2 separate regions of the Mus musculus genome follow, and region 2 is linked to region 1. Evidence: chromatin contacts called from public promoter capture Hi-C data. All regions are on one chromosome and are shown on one strand. The core of a region is the stretch at or near the end of the contact, and the rest is flanking DNA. Distances in the headings are between cores, read along the strand shown.

Region 1 (3,022 bases), core at 336-2,835:
CTGTGGAGCGGAGCTGGAGCTGAGGGCTCGTCGTCGCGCCGCGATGACGTCACGCCCACGGATCCTGGGAGGGGTCACTTCCAGAAGCGCGTTGGTTGCCCAGGGGATTCATATAAACGGAATTTGTTTTAATGTGAAAGAAATGTAGAAGTCTAGATCCTCCGCTTCAGGGCAGAAGCGTTTTTGAAAGAGCGTAATTCGTTTCCCGAGAGACTTCTTTTTCCTTCTTTTTCTTCTCCTTCCTGGGAATGTAATGCCAATTAACCCTTCTTTAACTTTACTCCTTCAGCCCAAAGTCGGGGAACAGGGAGAGAACTCGGTCCCGCTGCTTGTTGTTGCCGTGGACTGAGCAGCTTCCGGCAGCGACCTAACCTCGGATTTCCCAAAGAACTAAGACCACCGGCTTGTGTCCACCAGGGAAGTTTCCCTTCTGTTTCGCAAGCATCTCTAACGCCAACAGAAAGTATCCAATGGTTTCATTTAACACTTCAAATATTGGCCACCTGCCTCGCGTCAGAACAGGCTAGTGTTGTGAGGGAAAAACAGAAAAAAAAAAAAAAGTCATCCTTTCCCAATTACATTTCCCTCCTTAGTCCACCAATATTAAAAATTGGAAATGGTTCCCCAAATCTGACTTTTAAAATGTCTCTCATGACAACTAAGAGAAAGAAGGTCTCTTCTGACTTTTTCTGAAGAGTTAGTAGGATGGAGTGCGAGGATAGTGTCTGTTAAGAGTTCTTACATTTTTTTTTCATGTGTATGGGTGTTTTGCATGTAAGTCTGAGCTCCACATGCGTTCGTGGTACCCTGGGAGGCCAGCAAAAGGTGTTACATCCGCTGGAGCTGGAGTTACAGACTGCTGTGAGGCGCCACAAGTGATGGGAATCAAACCTAGATTCTCTGGCAGAGCAACCAGTGCTCTTAACAGGGAACCACCTCTCCAGCCACCCCCGTACTCCCTCCCCCCCCCCCACCTTTTTTTTTCTGGAGAGAGGGTCTCACTATGTAGCCTTGGCTAGCCCGTAACTTGCTTTGTAGATCAGGCTGACCTTAAACTCACAGCGATGCAGCCAGCGGCTTCTGCTTCTCGACTGCTGGGACAAATGGCAGTTGCCACAATGCCAGTCTAACTGCAGAAGTAAAACTCTCAGGTCTTCCCTCCAGGAGGCACCAGAGGGAGGGATTTTTCAAGTCTGGTTCTAGATCTCCGCGCCTATCCCGTATTGAATCTATGCGTTTTGAATGGAGTTGAAAACAGAGGTACGCGTTACCCCCTTTTCTTTTGTTTCTACGGTGCCAGGAACAATGACCGCATTTCCAGTGCCATGAGGTCCCAAACCTTTGGGAAGGCGAGCAGTTCGGGAAGCTCCTGCAGGCGTGCCGCCTCCGATCTCCGCCACCTGGCGAATGGGCGGGTCCGCTAGGCGTAGACCGCGCCTGCGCCAGGCTCGGCTCCGCACACCGAGGCTCCCCTCCGCCAAGCGGGCTCACCTGCACGGCGGCGCCGAGCCCCGCCCACTAGGTGGGCAAGGGGGCGGGGCGCGGGGGCGCGGTGACGCGTGACGCCGGATCCCGGAAGTGACGCGCCGCCAGGGAGTGGGGGAGGCCGAGGAGGCGGGGGGAGAGGGGGTGGCGTCCCCGGCCGGTTTGAGGGGTGCGTTGCCCGGAGACGGAAAGTTTCGGAGCCGGAGCAGGCTCTGCAAGGCTCCGGGTTGAGGTCCGAGGGGTGGCGGTCCTGGGGATGGGGAAGGAGCAGGAGCTGCTGGAGGCGGCCCGCACCGGGCACCTCCCGGCCGTGGAGAAGCTGCTGTCCGGGAAGCGGCTCTCCTCCGGCTTCGGCGGCGGCGGCGGCGGCTCAGGCAGCGGCGGCGGCTCCGGGGGCGGCGGCCTCGGTTCTTCTAGCCACCCGCTCTCCAGTCTGCTGAGGTGAGTGCGCGCGCCGGGGCTCGCAGCCTGGACTGCGAGGGCTCCCCCGAGAGGTCACGGTTCCTGGGGCGCGCGCGGCGCAGGCCGGGCTCTCGTGTCTGGCGTCGCCGCTGCGGAGAATGGGGGGAGTGCCCAGGTGGCAGCCCGCGCCGCATGGCACAGCTCGGCGTCACCCTCGCCCGCCGTGAGGTGCCAGCTGTCGCTTCTCACAAAAGCCGCTTCAGAGCAGACCGAATTCGCGGAATCCCTCTCACATCCTGCAGGGACTCCCACGCCGTGCAGAGCCTCGCGACTCCCCTAGAGCACATTCTCGGCTTCCTTCCCCAACGAGCTTAGAACGTTCCACCGGGCTGTGCGGAACCCGGCTTTTGTTTGTTTTTAAAATTGCTTCTGCATTGATCACGCACGAGGTGTTCAGACTTTGAGCCCCTCTTGCGCCTGAAGCTCAGTTTGTCGTTGTCACTTTGGCTGGGTTCGTCCAAGTGGCATCTGCTCATTTCCCCCCTGAGACTTAATCGGAAAGAAACCAAGGCTTGCTCAGGGAGCTGAGGTGCGTTCAACTTTCTGAGATCTTTTAGACACTTGAATCCCGGGCTGCAAGGCTTCGGGAGGGAGGGGTCACTCTTTGTAGCTTACAAGAGGGAGGGAGGATTAGAATGCTCTGTCAGAGTGCATAAAATGTGTTGGTTCAGCAATGCTTTCTTAGCTGTTTTCTTTTCCTTCCTTGTTTTGAGGCTTTTGAGAAGTGGAAGTTCATTTAGAAGTGGTTTTCTTAGCTTCTGTTCCTTATAGGTTCATGCACTTTCAGTTTGAGTGAGTTTGGAGAGCTTGGACCCAGGAAGCCCACCGCTTTAATAAACAGTTATTCAGTACTGAGTCTCAACCCATATTTTTTTTTTTTCAGGAAGATTTTAAAAAGCACGATCCTTTGGGGGAAGAAAACCCCAATTCTGTTGGCTGCACCCAGTGTCTTGAACAATACTGGCTTATAGGTGGTACTCAAGATTTGTTGAATAGATTTGTTGAAAATTACTGATTGTAGAATGATCTCTGTGTGCGTGTGCATGCATGCATGCAAGCCTGCATGGTGAAGGCT
Region 2 (2,700 bases), core at 99-2,598, 2.7 Mb before region 1:
CCAAGCTTCTGGATCCAATTGATATCAGACCCCTATTTCCCTGCATGGGGAGAAGTTCAAGTCCAGTCCCCCAGCAGAGGAGTTTCAAGTGAAGACAGGACAGTTGGGCTGGGTTTTTGTAGCTGAACTTCATGTCTTCAGGAGCCAGGTTGCTGCACTGTGAGTTGTGTGTCTCCCCTCTATGCTGCCTAGTGAGGGCACCCTCTACCTTCTTGGAGTGCTGTGTAAGACTGGCCCTCACTCTAGCAGGAATATCTACATCACTAACAGCCAAAGGCTGAAGGGTCCTTTTCCTGCCTAACTTCTCCCTTGTCATGCATGCTGTGGTGCCCTCAGACACCCTCCTGAGCAAAATAAATCATGGGGACTCTGCTTGCCCAGAAAGGAACTCACAGCCCCATGAGATAGAGGAAGAGGTGTTTTTTTGTTTTTATTCATGTCACTGGTTTACAGATCAAGAATAAAATCGGAGTGATAATCATTATTGAGCCCTGCGGTAAGACCAGGTGTAATATAACTCACTCTAGCTTCTACACAGCACAGGTACTAAGAAGACAGACACCTTTAGGGCTGATCCTCTTTTTTTTTTTTTTTTTTTTGTATTTTAAATTGGGTTGATGTTAAGCTGTGTAGTACTTGGGACCAGTGATTCTCTTCTATCTGCCTCCACAGTATTGGGATTACAAGGTTGCCTGGCTGATTCTGACGATGCAGAGCTTCAATCAGCTTCCAGATCAAAAGGCCAGGTGCACGTTAGCTATGGGAGTGTAATTTCAGAATCGCCTCCCTGTAGGCTGTCCGAGATCTGGTCAGCCTATGGTCTACACAGAGCCATTTCCATTCTTCCTGAAGGCAAATGGATTCTGGGGACCTGGGATAGTCTAGGTGGAGGTGATGTTTCTACAAGCCTTTTCAAAGGGACGGCCAGGCCGGGAGGCGTTTAAGGCGCGAGGGTTTCCCGCCTCCGTGCCTGAGAGCTCGGATGGAGCGCTAAGACTGGAAGATGCGCTCATGGAGAACAGGGACCAAGTCCCTCCCGGACGATGGTCCTGGAAAGAAGCCAGCAGATGCCACGGGTTCTCAAGTCCTTGGGCATCACACTAAACAGCCTCGGGCCAAGCTCTTCGGAGAACCGAGTCTGCTTCACTTTCAATCCGCCGCGCCGGATCAGGTCTCAATGGAAGGACCCAGAACGACACAAACCCGTAAGTCGTCCAGATAGTGATCAGGGCGAGGCCGGAGACGGAAGAGCTAGCGAGAGGAAATGCATCATTTCCGTTGCGCCGCTGGACCCACGTTTTGTAGTCGTGAAATTGGATGTGAAGTTCGGCTTCCGGTTTTGTGCGACGGAAGTGACGAAAGCGCGGTGCGCCTCAGCGTGCGAGTCGAGGTCGCTATGAACAGTGTCCTGTGCTCACGGGCTGCGGGGTGAGAGCCGTGAGGTGCCGGTGCGTGAGGGTGGGAGGTGGCCGTGGCTCCGGGACGCTTACTGCTGTCTCTCTTCCAGAGCGGTCCGGGCTCTGCGGCTCGTGGGCTGGGCTTCGCGAAGTTTGCATCCGCCGCCCCGTGGCCGGTCTCCAGCTCAGCCTGCAGACAGGGAAGAGGAGGACGACGACCCCAACCTCCCGATCCAATTTTCCGGCAGCAAAGCCACCCCGATCCGCTGGACCGTGGAGCATTCCCTGGGGAAGCCGCAGCAGCGGCCCTGGTGGAAAGTGCTGCCGCTCACCCTCACACTCGTGGCTCTGGTTGTATGGTGCTACCAGAGGGAGGAGAGCGGCATGGACCTGTGGTTGAGGCAGGTGTTGGAAGAGGAGGACGAGGAGGAGCCGGAAGGTCCTCCGGAGGAGCTTGAAGCTCCGGCCCTCTACGGGGCTAGAACGTAACAGGGTGCGTGCTGAGGAAGGGACTAGGCAGCCGTCCTTTCGTTGTTGAATTTGACGATTTCTGAACTGGTTCTGCGCATGTCCTCGTTGCTTAAAGGACTTGGATGGCGCTCTTGGCGCTGAGACACAAGAACACAGCACAAAGTTGGAGGCTTGAAATCTGATCTTTGCCGAACACCAATGCCCAGTGATTACGTCCATAGAACTTTTGAGGTTCCTAGAAAAGGTTTTGGGTGCACCTTATGCTCTTGAGTTATGATGTGTTCATACAGCCTAATCATGTTTCCAGCGTTCATCTGGTGGAGGTGTTACCTGCAGTTCATTCGCTTTCCGAGACAGACTAACTGCTGAAGTGTAATTACCTATATGTGTGCAACATCAGTTGAAGCTATTTTAAAAACTAACAAATGGAAAATACATTTGGTAAAGTCTAATGAACTCAATTTTCTCACCTCCCCTTTCATCATCAAGTAGGCTTTGGTTTTTTTGTTTTGAAACACAGTCCCCCTATTTAGCTCTGGCAGGCCTAGAACTGGCTATGTAAACCAGCCTTGCTGTAGACTTAGATATCAGCCTGCTTCCTGCTTCTGCTGCCATCTTTTTTTTTTTTTTTTTCTCTTCTGCTCTTCATTCCCACATGAGAACTTAAAAACTTGACAGAAGTGGTAGGGTATGCTTGTCATCTCAACACTTATGAAACTGAGGCAGGAGGATCCTAAGTTTGGGGTCTGCTTGGGCTACGTAGGGAGGGCCTGTCTCAAACAAAACAAAACATCAATAATATAGTGGGTTGGTTTTTTTTGTTTGTTTGTTT

The links. Capture Hi-C pulls out chosen DNA fragments and counts their contacts.
Region 2: a promoter capture Hi-C map of adipose tissue shows a contact between it and region 1, with 2.9 times the contacts expected there. The contact joins the promoter of BC003965 here to the promoter of Anks1 in region 1. A contact is called at or near these places in 2 of 39 promoter capture datasets (liver and pre-B cells), 1 of 484 Hi-C or Micro-C datasets (CD8 T cells) and 1 of 9 other capture datasets (adipose tissue).

The regions. Positions count from the first base shown.
Region 1 is chr17:27,907,721-27,910,742 of GRCm38.p6, forward strand. Anks1 (ankyrin repeat and SAM domain containing 1) reads left to right here and starts at 1,586. Exons shown (of 25, transcript NM_181413.4): 1 at 1,586-1,926. The coding sequence starts at 1,742. It overlaps Taf11 (TATA-box binding protein associated factor 11), which reads right to left and starts at 24. Exons shown (of 5, transcript NM_001379368.1): 1 at 1-24.
Region 2 is chr17:25,183,213-25,185,912 of GRCm38.p6, forward strand. BC003965 (cDNA sequence BC003965) reads left to right here and starts at 1,349. Exons shown (of 2, transcript NM_183150.2): 1 at 1,349-1,428; 2 at 1,508-2,700. The coding sequence starts at 1,397. The coding sequence ends at 1,886.